2 separate regions of the Xenopus laevis genome follow, and region 1 is linked to region 2. The links are chromatin contacts, called in public Hi-C maps. All regions are on one chromosome and are shown on one strand. The core of a region is the stretch at or near the end of the contact, and the rest is flanking DNA. Distances in the headings are between cores, read along the strand shown. Region 1 overlaps pdhx.L (pyruvate dehydrogenase complex component X L homeolog). Region 2 holds the start of slc1a2.L (excitatory amino acid transporter 2).

Region 1 (6,451 bases), core at 1,454-3,953, 170 kb before region 2:
AATTCTAATTTTTAAATTTAAATTGTAATTTGACTAGGGAATAGTCCAAAATCGATTACAATTTAAGAAAAATTTGAAATTTATCATCTACTGTCCCTTTAAGAATTCCGATTCGGCATCCTGCCGAATTGGTGTTTTAGCCTATAGGGGACCTCCTACAATCAATTTACAGTTTTTCACCCAAAAAAAAAATTGATTCGAATTTGAATTTTATTTTTTTTAAAGGGGTTGTTCACCTTTGAGACAACTTTTATTCTGATGTAGAGAGTGATATACTGAGATAATTTGCTATTGGTTTTCATTTTTTATTATTGAAGGTTTTTGAGTTATTTAGCTTTTTATACAGCAGCTCTTCAGTTTGCATTTTAATCAGTCTGGTAACTAGGGCCCAAATTACCCTAGCAACCATGCATTGATTTGAATAAGAGACTGGAATATGAATAGGAGAGGGGCCTGAATAGAAGGATTAGTAATAAAACAATACATTTGTAGCCTTACAGAACATTTGTGGTTTTTTTTAGAAGGGGTCCGTGACCCCCATTTGAAAGCTGCAAACAATCAGAAGAAAAAGACAAATAACTATAAAACTATAAAAAATAAATAATGAAAACCAATTGAAAAATTGCTTAGAATTGGTCGTTTTATAACATCATATCTTAGTTGGGATCAAGAACAAGGTACTGTTTTATTACTACAGAGAAAAAGGAAATCATTTTTAAAAATTTGGATTATTTGGATAAAATGGAGTCTATGGGAGCCATACTTCTCCCAGTGGGAAAGCCATAAATGTTATTTCTGGAGCCGGCTTGCAACGAAATTCGATATAGATTTTCTTTAGTCTCTGTCCTTTTTACACTGTGTGACCCCCTGTGTCCTTTCTTTGGAATGTCATTAGGATTTTCTTCACAAGCGACAGCTCTTGGGACTAGCTCAGGGGCCAGATGCATATTCTGACTTCTGAAATATTTAGAGCTCAGGCTGATGTTAATAGTGAGATTTATATCCCTAAGGATTGGTAGCTGCAGCCAGAAAGAACAGAGCAGGAGTCCATTTGTTAACCCTTTACTCTGGGGCAGGCCAGACTCTGATGCTTTAATGCTCAAAATCCCATTGGCAGACAAAATCTTGGGTAACTGCTTCCAGCTTTAAAAGGGTGGTTCTCCTTTAAAGTAACTTTTAGTATGCTTAAAAATGGCTTATTCTAAACTTTTCAATTGGCCTTTATTATTTATATTTTTTGGCTTCTTTCAAATGGGGGTCACTGACCCCATCTAAAAAAACAAAACAAATGCTCTGTAAAGCTACAAATGTATTGTTATTGCTACTTTTTATTACTCCTCTTTCTATTTAGGCCTCTCCTATTCATATTCCAGTCTCTTATTCAAATCCATGCATGGTTGCTAGGGGAATTTGGACCCCAGCAGCCAGATGGCTAAAACTGCAAACTGCTGAATAAAAAGCTAAATTACTAAAAAAAAAACACCAATAATAAAAAATGAAAACCAATTGCAAATTGAGAAATGAGAATATTACTCTCTACGTCATACTAAAAGTTTATTTAAAGGTGAACAACCCTTTTAAAGGAGAAGGGAAGGCTAAAACTAAGTAAGCTTTATCAGAAAGGTCTATATAAATACACCAGTAACCCCTCAAAGTAATGCTGCTCGTAGTCCTCTGTCAAAAGAAACAGCACATTTCTTTCCTTCTATTGTGTACTCATGGGCTTCTGTATCAGACTTCCTGTTTTCAGCTTAAACCTCCAGGGCTAGGGTTTGAGCATGCTCAGTTTGCTCCTCCCCCCCCCTGCTGTAATCTGAGCCCAGAGCTATGAGTGAGCAGGGAGAGAATCAGGCAGGAAGTGATGTCTCTCAAAGCTAATATGGCAGCTGCTATCCTACACAAACAGAGAGCTTCTAGAGCTGTTTAATCAGGTATGGTAAAACAATCTACAGAATAAATATAACATTCTTGCACTAATCTATTGGCTAAAAATGCCTCCGTAGCTTCCCTTCTCCTTTAAGTAGGAAACATATTCCATCCTAACTGGATCCTGGGAATTCCATTTTCTGACATAGATAGTTACTGTACATAAATAGATGATTATAACATAGACCAGATGATTTCAGACTTCTTTTAGTTCAGACTCCCCTTTTGAGGTTCTGCATTTGACCAGGACTCCTCTTAGCTCATAACAAGACAAAAGACATATATACATGTCTATATCCGCCATATTTGCAAGAACACGTAGGACAGCACATACGTGTTTGCTTCAGATTCTCACCCTAAATGACCCTCGTGCTGATCTTTTGGTTACACCTACAGTAGAACCCCAATTTTACATTTCCCAGGAGGTGCCGGGATAAATCGTGGTGGTCCCCCCCCCCCCGCGGTCACCAGCAACCCCATTCTGACACTGCCTAGATTATATGGTGTACCCTAAAATATCTCTGTATAGAACAGACAAACAACTGGTATACAAGGGCAAGAACCAGCGTGGAGATCCCCTCTGTCTACTGTGTCCCCCTTGCTGATTAACTGGGCTGAGATGGGGTAATACACCCCCTTTAAGCCGAACAATTAACCCTTCGGATAACCCACCTCCTTCTTTCTTCAGCTACACAAAGTTCTACCCTGTGCTCCTATCTGTTTTATTTGCTTCTTGCTGTAGTTGCCTTCGCTGCCCCCTGTTCTTAGCTATGGGGCCAACACATTTTTGGCTTTCAGCATCTGAGACCTCGCGAGTAATTCTAGTGAAACATCTCGGCTATCGTTTATAACCCCCGTGGTGCTTTCAGGGGGCCTTTGGGCTGGGCACAACTGCTAACAACACATGGTTACTGTTGCCTCTATAACAGCAGGCTTGATATTCGTGCGTATCTAACCCGTAATGACCCACATGGGTCTAAAAACAGTATAACCCTCTGTGCCCACAGACTCGTTTTATTCTGTTTACATCTCATGATGAAGCCATTAAGCTGCTCTTAAAAACCCGCTCCTCTTATGTACACAGACTGCAATTGTTTATTTGTTAATTTGTGTGTCCCCTCCAGATTTCCCAGTCAATGTACCATTTAGGAGAAACTGCTGCACATCATTCCCAACTGTCCTTGCCCCAGTGGAGCTTACAATCTAAGGTCCCTATCACATTCCTATTAGTCCCTGCCCCAACAAAGCTTACAATCTAAAGTCCCTATCACATACCCATCAGCTCCTACCCCAGTTTATTTTATAATCTAAGGTTCCTATCACATTCCTATTAGTCCCTGCCCCAGTCAGCTTACAATCTAAGCTCCATATCACATTCCCATCAGCCCCTGCCCCAGTGAACTTACAATCTAAGGTCCCTATCAAATTCCCATCAGTCCCTTCTCCAACGGATCTTAACATCTAAGGTTCCTATCACATTCCTATCAGTCCCTGCCCCAATCACCTTACAATCTAAGCTCCATATCACATTCCCATCAGCCCCTGCCCCAGTGAATTTACAATCTAATGTCCCTATCAAATTCCCATCAGTCCCTTCTCCAGCGGAGCTTAACATCTAAGGTTCCTATCACATTCCTATCAGCCCCTGCCCCAGTCAGCTTACAATCTAAGGTCCCTATCATATTCCCATCAGCCCCTGCCCCAGTGAGTTTACAATCTAATGTCCCTATCAAATTCCCATCAGTCCCTTCTCCAGCGGAGCTTAACATCTAAGGTTCCTATCACATTCCTATCAGCCCCTGCCCCAGTCAGCTTACAATCTAAGGTCCCTATCATATTCCCATCAGCCCCTGCCCCAGTGAGTTTACAATCTAAGCTCCCTATCACATTCCCATCAGTCCCTTCTCCTAACGGAGCTTACAATCTAAGGTCCCTATGATTCTCTATATATTGAATAAGCCCCGTACTTTTATATGTATCTAAGGTATATAGATATATTAAGGAAAATGTTTTAGACCATTTATGTGGATTTCACCCTGAATAACAAATTAGTTCCAGCAGATTTCTCCTTTGAGAAGAACACGACCAACCTGACTTGGCCTTTCTGTGCTCACGACTCGTGCCAGTTGCCTCCAGACTGACATACAGAATGTTGATGTGCATTGTATGCTTCTCTAGCAATTTGCATTCTGAACGAGCCAAATGTTCCTTTTATTTATATGCCTGTCTCTCCGCTTTGCAGTTTAGCTCAGAATGCATTTCTTTTCATTTCATTAGCCTGTGTTCTGCATTAAGTACTCTTCCCTATGCTGCTTTTATGGAGTCCCATATTGCCTTATAATATTTATTGTTGTTGCATGCAGATCTGTACCGGTTAATCAGGAGCTCTAATTTCCTAGCCCGTGCAGCTTGCAATCTAAATTAAGGATGCACCGAATCCACTATTTTGGATTCGGCCGAACCCCCGAATCCTTCACGAAGGATTCGACTGATCTGAATCTTAATTTAGGGACGGGAAGGAAAAAACATTTTATACTTCCTTGTTTTGTGACAAAGTCACGCAATTTCCCTCTCCCCTCCCATAATTTGGATATGCAAATTAGGTTTCCGATTTGGTTCCGGCCGGGCCGAAGTATTCGGCCGAATCCTGCTGAAAAAGGCCGAATCCCGAACCGAATGCTGGATTCGGTGCATCCCTAATCTAAAAATGACACTGGGTTATCAAGTGACTGCATTACAAGGGGTCTCTGTCCAATAACTGCTTCTGCATAATGAAGGAAAACGATAACTAATGAACTTCTCTGTATATATTAATTACACATTTGCATTGGATTTAAAGTTATTTATTTGTAAATGTAATTCGTATTGAAAGCAGCATTTCCGTATCCTTTTCTCTGGCTCTGCCTCTTGAAAAGTCTATTCCTCCCAACTGTCCCTTTTTCGGAGGGACAGTCCCTCTTTTGACAGCTCAACCGGCAGTCCCTCATTTGTACTGGAAAGTCCCTATTTTCTATGCACTGAACAGCCACAAAAAGAAACAACGTTTGTAACTTAATTGGCTTTTAGCAGAGAGCCCAGAACAGCTAACAGGTGCAAATAAGATACTTTGTAACAATTTTGAGACACAAAAAAAAAACATTTTAGATAAGGAGAAATAGTTTCAAACTTTCATAACCTACCAAATTTTGTAAAATGAACATGGTAATTAGAGGGTGTGGCCACAGAAAGGGCGTGGTCAAAAATTTCACTGCTCTACGTGCGGAAAAAAATTTTGCTCCTCTTTTTACTTCTAAAATGTTGGGAGGTATGAAAGTCTGTTCTTCTTCTGATCTGTTAATCCATTTGCTTCATTGTTTCTGGAGTCAGAACCAGCAGTGGAGAGAATATAACACAGGCAAACATACAGCTTTCTGGGAGATTTGTCGCCCACCGAATAGCATTGTGTGCCTCTACCCTTAACCCCTGGTATAAGTGGATTCATTTATTCTCAATTTTGTTGGGGGGGGTGGAGACTTAGGGGATATTTAGGAATTTTATATCCCCTGATCGTTCGTTGCACAACAGCTGGGAAGATCAGTTTCATTGATCCAACGTTTAACAGCAGCTGTAGATATTGTGCCTGGAACACCAGCGGGTCAATAGGTGCTATTTATCAGATTTCTGATACCAGGCAGGGAGCACAATCAATAGTTCCATTTTGACAGGCAGAATGGAATAAGCTGCTTTTCTGCTCCCTTTGTAGTGGAATGGACATCTCCGAAATGCTGGCTCTCTCCCTCTGTGTGTTTCTGTAGACTAAAAAAAGAAAGCTAAATATTATGGCATATATGTGGGCACTTACCAGTACCTCAACTTACCTCTTTGCCATTGGCCAAAAATACCCTGTTGTCCTATTAATACATAAATAAAAAGTACAAAAAATATAAGAATATTAGAAGGATTAAAAAAGAATCGGACTAGAAATGTACCAGCCCAAGCCCCCCACTGCCCTTTTGCAGGGATCTGATGCAGATCTGTCTCCCAATAGATGCCCCAGTAGCTCCCTATCTTCTTTTCGACTGATTCACTGCACATGCTCTTTGCTGCTGTCACTTACTGAGCTTAGGGACCCACTCATAATATACAGTATAACTACAATAGGGATGCACCGAATCCACTATTTTGCATTTGGCTGAGCCCCCCCAATACTTCGCGAAAGATTCGGCTGAATACTGAACCTGAATCCTAATTTGCGTATCCCTTGTTTTGTGACAAAAAGTCGCGCGATTTCCCTCCCCTAATTTGCATATGAAAATTTGGATTCGGCTGGGCAGAAGGATTCAGCCGAATCCTGGATTCGGTGCATCCCTAATCTACAATACAACAGTCACAATACAAGGCTGATTATTAATGAATTCAGAGTCACATTACATGGCAGCTCAGAAATCCGTGCCGTGGAAAATAATAATCATAATAATAATGTAGCTTTGAATTCTATTACAGATGAACCTCACTTTCTGCCTGATGATTTCCCACATCCGCTAAT
Region 2 (6,959 bases), core at 29-2,528:
AGTAATAACACAATGAGAGCACGTGCTCCTATTAATACCCAACAATCTGGGCTTTTATCTCTCAATTTACAAACCTCTAATCTTAGATTTTTGGGTTGGAGTCAGTTTGGGTTTCTTAGAATCCAACGGAGGCACCAACATCTATTGTGCCGTGATTTCCCCCCGTAGGAGGGAGAAGAAACCATGTCAACAATAGGGGGCTTTATAAAAGGAGAAGAAGAGGGGAAGAGGGAGGGGGTTACGATTTCCTTTCAAGTGGTCTTGGTAGCCCCTACAAGGGAGAAACAAACAGCTGATGCAAAGTGACAGACGTCAAATGGGAGAGCAAGACCCAATGCCACAAGACGTCAACGAGGAACCCGGGGAACTTGGTGTCAAGATATATTCACCATTGATAAAGATTTTATATTTATACGGCATAGGGGGGAGAATGTGAATAAATTATACGTACACTGTAAATAAAGCCTTGAGCACCTACCCTGGCATTATCTTACCAAATTCACTAATATATATATATATGGAGAAATGAATGAAATATCACATGCCATTAATACATTTGAGGGGCAGAAATGGTTATGAAGAACATCAAGAGGGAACATTGAGACTCTCACCCGTCTGTTGATGCCATGGTTCTCCAAGGTGCTGTGTCTTCTCCAGAAGGTCTATAGAGCGGCTCCGTTAAAGAGATGCCTGGGAAGCTTCTTCAGCAGTGGCATAAACTGTACTCCTGTAATCCACACACTTCCACTCCCCAAAAAAATCCAAAAAGGACCAAGGGGCGAGGGAAAGAACCAGAAGGAACGTTGCAACTGCCTCAAGTTTGATGTGTCCACAGCATCCAGACCTGAAATGACTAGAAGGTTTCCACTGCCACCTCTAGTGGAGACTAGACCCTGGTGAGAGCTACAAGGAGGTGGAACTCTTGGGGGGGGTTGGGACTTCCTTTTTTTTTTGTCTCCCCCCTTTGATTTCTTGCTTTCTTGCCTGTCACAGAGCTCCTCGCTGACCTGCTGCCGGCTAGAGCAGGGGATTGGAAAGGGTTTTAGTATTCTAGCCGTGGATTTGCACTCTATCCCTCTCTATTTTAGGCAGAGCTGACATCACAGGGTTGTTGCTCTGCCTCTTTAAACCCTCAGCCTTCTTTAAAGAGCATTCGCCGAGATGGGGAGAGAAAGAGAGAATGAGCCGGGGAAGCTCTGCTGTCAGCACCGTAGGGTGAACACTTCATATAAAATGACAGGTTATCACATCATTTGCAGCAGCAGCAAGTTCTCCTGGAAAAATAACCCCCATCCTCCTCCTCCTCCTCCTCCTCTTCCTCACCAGATGAGCCCTATGGCCTTACAGGGGGTGATGTTAAAAATGATTCCTTTTTATTCTGCTCTTTCTATTCAAAATATATATATATATATACTATACAAGTATGGGATCTGTTATTCGGAAACCCAAATTATGGGAAGTCCATCTCCCATAGACTTCATTTTAATAAAAGAATTCCAGTTTTAAACAATGATTTCCTTTTTCTGTGTAATAATAAAACAGTATCTTGTACTTGATCCCAACTAAGATAAAATTAATCCTTATTGGAGGCAAAATAATTGGGTTTATCAAATGTTTAAATTATTTTTTTTGTTGATTTATAGTATGGGGATCCAAATTATATAAACAACCCTTATCCTGAAAACCCCAGGTCCCATGCATTCTATATAACAGGTCCCATACTTGTATTATATTCTTATGTTGCCTGTTTATAGGGACCAATGGATTCTAAGCATTTAAACAGCTTTTTAAAAATAGTTTTTGTACATAACTGACCCTTTAAGCATTTTATCATTTTATCATATTCTGGAGGGAGTAAAATATACATAAAGTTAGATTTACTGTATCAGAGAATGAGGGTTTAGCTCATTGTGTCCATAATATTTCTTATCTGTATGTTTGTATTTTTCCCTAGACAATACATGACGGCATAGCAACTTATGTGCCCAGAACATTCCTTAACTGTGAATGCTGTGGGATAGCAGGTATAGTAGGGAGAGATGGTGCCTATAGTAACAGTGGGATAATAGTCTCTGGGAAGGGAGTGTGACTGTGGGATAGCAGGTATAGTAGGGAGAGATGGTGTCTATAGTAACAGTGGATAATAGTCTCTGGGAAGGGAGTGTGACTGTGGGATAGCAGGTATAGTAGGGAGAGATGGTGTCTATAGTAACAGTGGATAATAGTCTCTGGGAAGGGAGTGTGACTGTGGGATAGCAGGTATAGTAGGGAGAGATGGTGTCTATAGTAACAGTGGATAATAGTCTCTGGGAAGGGAGTGTGACTGTGGGATAGCAGGTATAGTAGGGAGAGATGGTGTCTATAGTAACAGTGGGATAATAGTCTCTGGAAGGGAGTGTGACTGTGGGATAGCAGGTATAGTAGGGAGAGATGGTGTCTATAGTAACAGTGGATAATAGTCTCTGGAAGGGAGTGTGACTGTGGGATAGCAGGTATAGTAGGGAGAGATGGTGTCTATAGTAACAGTGGATAATAGTCTCTGGGAAGGGAGTGTGACTGTGGGATAGCAGGTATAGTAGGGAGAGATGGTGTCTATAGTAACAGTGGATAATAGTCTCTGGGAAGGGAGTGTGACTGTGGGATAGCAGGTATAGTAGGGAGAGATGGTGTCTATAGTAACAGTGGGATAATAGTCTCTGGGAAGGGAGTGTGACTGTGGGATAGCAGGTATAGTAGGGAGAGATGGTGTCTATAGTAACAGTGGATAATAGTCTCTGGGAAGGGAGTGTGACTGTGGGATAGCAGGTATAGTAGGGAGAGATGGTGTCTATAGTAACAGTGGATAATAGTCTCTGGGAAGGGAGTGTGACTGTGGGATAGCAGGTATAGTAGGGAGAGATAGTGTCTATAGTAACAGTGGATAATAGTCTCTGGGAAGAGAGTGTGACTGTGGGATAGCAGGTATAGTAGGGAGAGATGGTGCCTATAGTAACAGTGGATAATAGTCTCTGGGAAGGGAGTGTGACTGTGGAATAGCAGGTATAGTAGGGAGAGATGGTGTCTATAGTAACAGTGGATAATAGTCTCTGGGAAGGGAGTGTGACTGTGGGATAGCAGGTATAGTAGGGAGAGATGGTGTCTATAGTAACAGTGGGATAATAGTCTCTGGGAAGGGAGTGTGACTGTGTGATAGCAGGTATAGTAGGGAGAGATAGTGTCTATAGTAACAGTGGATAATAGTCTCTGGGAAGGGAGTGTGACTGTGGGATAGCAGGTATAGTAGGGAGAGATGGTGTCTATAGTAACAGTGGATAATAGTCTCTGGGAAGGGAGTGTGACTGTGGGATAGCAGGTATAGTAGGGAGAGATAGTGTCTATAGTAACAGTGGATAATAGTCTCTGGGAAGGGAGTGTGACTGTGGGATAGCAGGTATAGTAGGGAGAGATGGTGCCTATAGTAACAGTGGATAATAGTCTCTGGGAAGGGAGTGTGACTGTGGGATAGCAGGTATAGTAGGGAGAGATGGTGTCTATAGTAACAGTGGATAATAGTCTCTGGGAAGGGAGTGTGACTGTGGGATAGCAGGTATAGTAGGGAGAGATGGTGTCTATAGTAACAGTGGGATAATAGTCTCTGGGAAGGGAGTGTGACTGTGGGATAGCAGGTATAGTAGGGAGAGATGGTGCCTATAGTAACAGTGGGATAATAGTCTCATATGTAATAATGGGCAGCAATTACTCACACGAGAGAAGGTGCACTTTGCAGAATATTGGATATGGATTATAATATTTCCATAGGATTCTAGAAGAAGGGCATTTCAGATCTCTGGAATTTGTATTCAGTGTGTAATTAACTAATTCCACTAAAAGCCAAAGCAGAAAATGAGTCTAAGAGTGGAACATCAATAAGACCAGCTACTCATGAGGAGAGGGGAAGGGGGTGAATATGCAGAACAATAGGTGAGACGATAAAAAGGATAGAGATCCTCTTAAGCAATTTCAAAAAAATGAATCAATAAACAAACTGTTACATTTGAACATCATTGAGACAATTTACTGCCATATAATGAGAAGGAAATCCATATATTTGGTCGTACTGACACCTTGTGGTCATTTCAGTGATTCATTGGTCACATCTCCAGGTTTCAACAATAATTTCTTCGTTTCTCTTTCTATAGAGCCAAAATATTCACCATTACTTTATGGTGATATTTTCCAAACTTGAAAGACAGTGATGAATAACCACAATTCGCATGTTAGAATAATTTATATGGCGTTGCTCTGCTCTAACATATAGAACACCCTAGAGCTATGTCTAATCTGTTCTATTATTATTACAATCGAGCACAGAATCTGCTTCTTAAATTTGGCCAAAGCCCAAGGCTGAAATAAATCTCACAGCAAATATACCAGAACCAGCTAATGAAGTTAGTGAGAAGAGGAAAGTCTTGTGTTGTTTATCAGCTTGTTTAATGAGATATTCATTAACTGAAAAGTTACAACGAGACCACTGATTGTACCATGTCATGACAGCATCTGATGAGACCTCCAAGGGCCCACCAGTGAACCTGACATTGAGGAACCACCAGTGAACCTGATATTGAGGATCCACCAGAGAACCTGACATTGAGGGATCTCTGGAAAACCCGACATTGAGAGACCTCCGGAGAACCTGACATTGAGGGAACTCCGGAGAACCTGACATTGAGGGACCTCCGGAGAACCTGACATTGAGGGAACTCCGGAGAACCTGACATTGAGGGATCACCAGAAAACATGACATTGAGGGTCCCACCAGAGAACCTGTCATCAGGGCCCATCCTTCCAACAATTAGATGCAGACAGCCCTAAATGAAATAGGTGCCATATAGACCTGTGGTGGAAATATAAAAGGGCCATTGGGAATCGTCCTTGGCTGAGGCCCACCAGGAAATCCTCTGGTACTCAAACAAATCAGTGCGAAAGAATTATATTATCCCAATGCACACCAAAGAAAAACAGTGGCAACACAAAGTGTCTTGAGACAAAATAGGGCCCCTCTGTTTGGTGGGCTGCAGAAGTGTTGGGACCACTCTCAAACTAGAGCAAAGACTTGCTCTACTTGCTGCTCTCATTGCAGTGGTCAAGGTGGCTTCCATTGCTTTTCAGTCAGGCCTTAGCCCTCCGCCCTTACCTGGCCATGGTAGAGAGTGACATAGGAAAAAGACCTAAGACTTCTTGACCTAAGTAATTTCATAGAGAGGATGAAGTAACTACCTAGGATGACGTTCCTAGTGGCCAATGCTATAGGTCGGGACACAAAATCCAGGAGGGACAGTTCTGAAGGCCAAGGGGTCAGAAAGGATCTTCCACCCACTGATAACTATGGTGTATTCTTCTCTGTAGAATTTACCCTGGACCACTTTCAGCTTGGACACTTTGATGATTGAGCACTTCCCAAGGTAGGTTACGCAGTGTGCCGCCATCACCACTGTCCGCTAATTCAGTAGGGCTCCACTGCAAACCAATACCCAGGAGCCCTTCCGCAGGCTGGCATTCTTCACCCCATTCAATCTGCGGTATAGTGCTGTCTGCCAAGGCCACCTCTGTCCTCCCAACTGGGTTATGTTGAAGTTCTCAAGCTTCCCACAGACTGGAAAGGAAAAGAAAAGTCAAACAGCCTGAAACTATAGCGGTATAGGGTCAGTATTTACATAACACATCCTAAACAGGATCATTGATCCTGTAATCCAGTCTTGAGTCAGGTCTTTGTGTGTGTGTGTGGGGGGGGCAAAGCAATAGAACTTAGAGGCCATCTACATAGTGAGCTAAAAGGTGGAAATACCAATGACCTTAGGCAATTCATGCCCATGCAGGGCAGTTAGTTATGGGAAACCATGATAGGTGTCTAGGTGGGTGAACCTAGGTTCTCAATTGCACCAGTAACCACATACAATCCTAAAAAAGGAATTCATCTCATCTCATTTGAAAACGTAATGGTTATCAAAAAAAGCCCTACTTGAAAGTCCGACCTTTGATCAGGGTCCTGTTTCCATGTATGTATCTATTAGTCATAATTTAAAGAATATCTAGGACAGCTATTTACCCCAAATCTCAACTCAACTGATCTTCAAGCTCGGCTTCCAGCAGATGGCCATTCTTCTGAATTCTCACCTAGCTGGTGTTCAAGCTGAGCTCCCCCTACCACTGCTCCAAGCCACTTCAGCATGGTCAGCCCCACAGATTGGGAACCGCTGATCTTAGGAATGGTGCTTTGCAGCTAAACTTGGGTAGCCTGAGATACCTGTTTGGTCTTAGAAATTATTAGCTCAATGATGACCTAAGTTTAGTTGACCTTTCCATGGAGAGGAGCCATGTTTACCCATGCAGAATTCAGAGAAACATACTAGGGATGCAAGATGGTGCTCTCCCGCTCCACTTCCCAGTCTTCAAGCAAGTTCTCCTGCTGCTCCGGGTGCGCCGGTAAAAGGGAGATACACAGTCGTACTGCAGCTGGGTGAGCAGATGGTGGTAGCCAGGAGGCAGCTCTCCGGGAGGTAAAGCTGGTTTCTTGGTTGGCAAGACGTCAATCTTTTCCTTGGTGAATGAAGCAAAGTATAACTGGTGGAGCGGGGTTTCCTTAAGTGAATAGAGGGGATCAGTGAGATGAGTTCATCATGAACAACTGTTGGCCTAATTAGGGGGAATTTTAGTAGCACAAGATTAAGGGCAACTGTCACCTTAAGAGGGAAGCCCTATGTGACCAGCAGTCAGTCGGGAAGCACAGACAGGGCAATGGTGGACTTCAGTGAATTAGGCTCATGGCACAAACTCTCCATTTTCCATCCAGAGTATAAGCGTCTGAACTGGACCAAGGAGCCAATCATCTGTTTTAATGTAAAACCTCTGGCAACAAGCAGTTTCCTTTAATCCAAATCACTGGCTGCATGGCCGGAGGTAATCTGCTTCATCAGGAAGCA

What was found. A called contact is a pair of places that touch in the nucleus more often than the background predicts.
Region 1: a contact with region 2 is called in a Hi-C map of the XL177 cell line, with 4 times the contacts expected there. The contact joins the enhancer-like site here to the promoter of slc1a2.L in region 2. A contact is called at or near these places in 2 of 4 Hi-C or Micro-C datasets (the XL177 cell line and the XTC cell line).

The regions. Positions count from the first base shown.
Region 1 is chr4L:8,038,098-8,044,548 of Xenopus_laevis_v10.1, reverse strand. The region is part of intron 3 of pdhx.L (pyruvate dehydrogenase complex component X L homeolog); the gene reads left to right. Among protein-coding and RNA genes, the nearest start is that of pdhx.L, 15 kb to the left of the region's middle. Within about 2 kb of position 2,703, at least 1 of the 7 cell types and tissues checked has an H3K27ac peak or open chromatin away from gene starts, as enhancers often do.
Region 2 is chr4L:7,867,206-7,874,164 of Xenopus_laevis_v10.1, reverse strand. slc1a2.L (excitatory amino acid transporter 2) reads right to left here and starts at 1,278. Exons shown (of 11, transcript XM_018257326.2): 1 at 612-1,278. The coding sequence starts at 628. It overlaps LOC121402867 (inactive serine protease PAMR1-like), which reads right to left. Exons shown (of 4, transcript XM_041589589.1): 3 at 6,387-6,618; 4 at 5,478-5,632. The coding sequence ends at 5,478.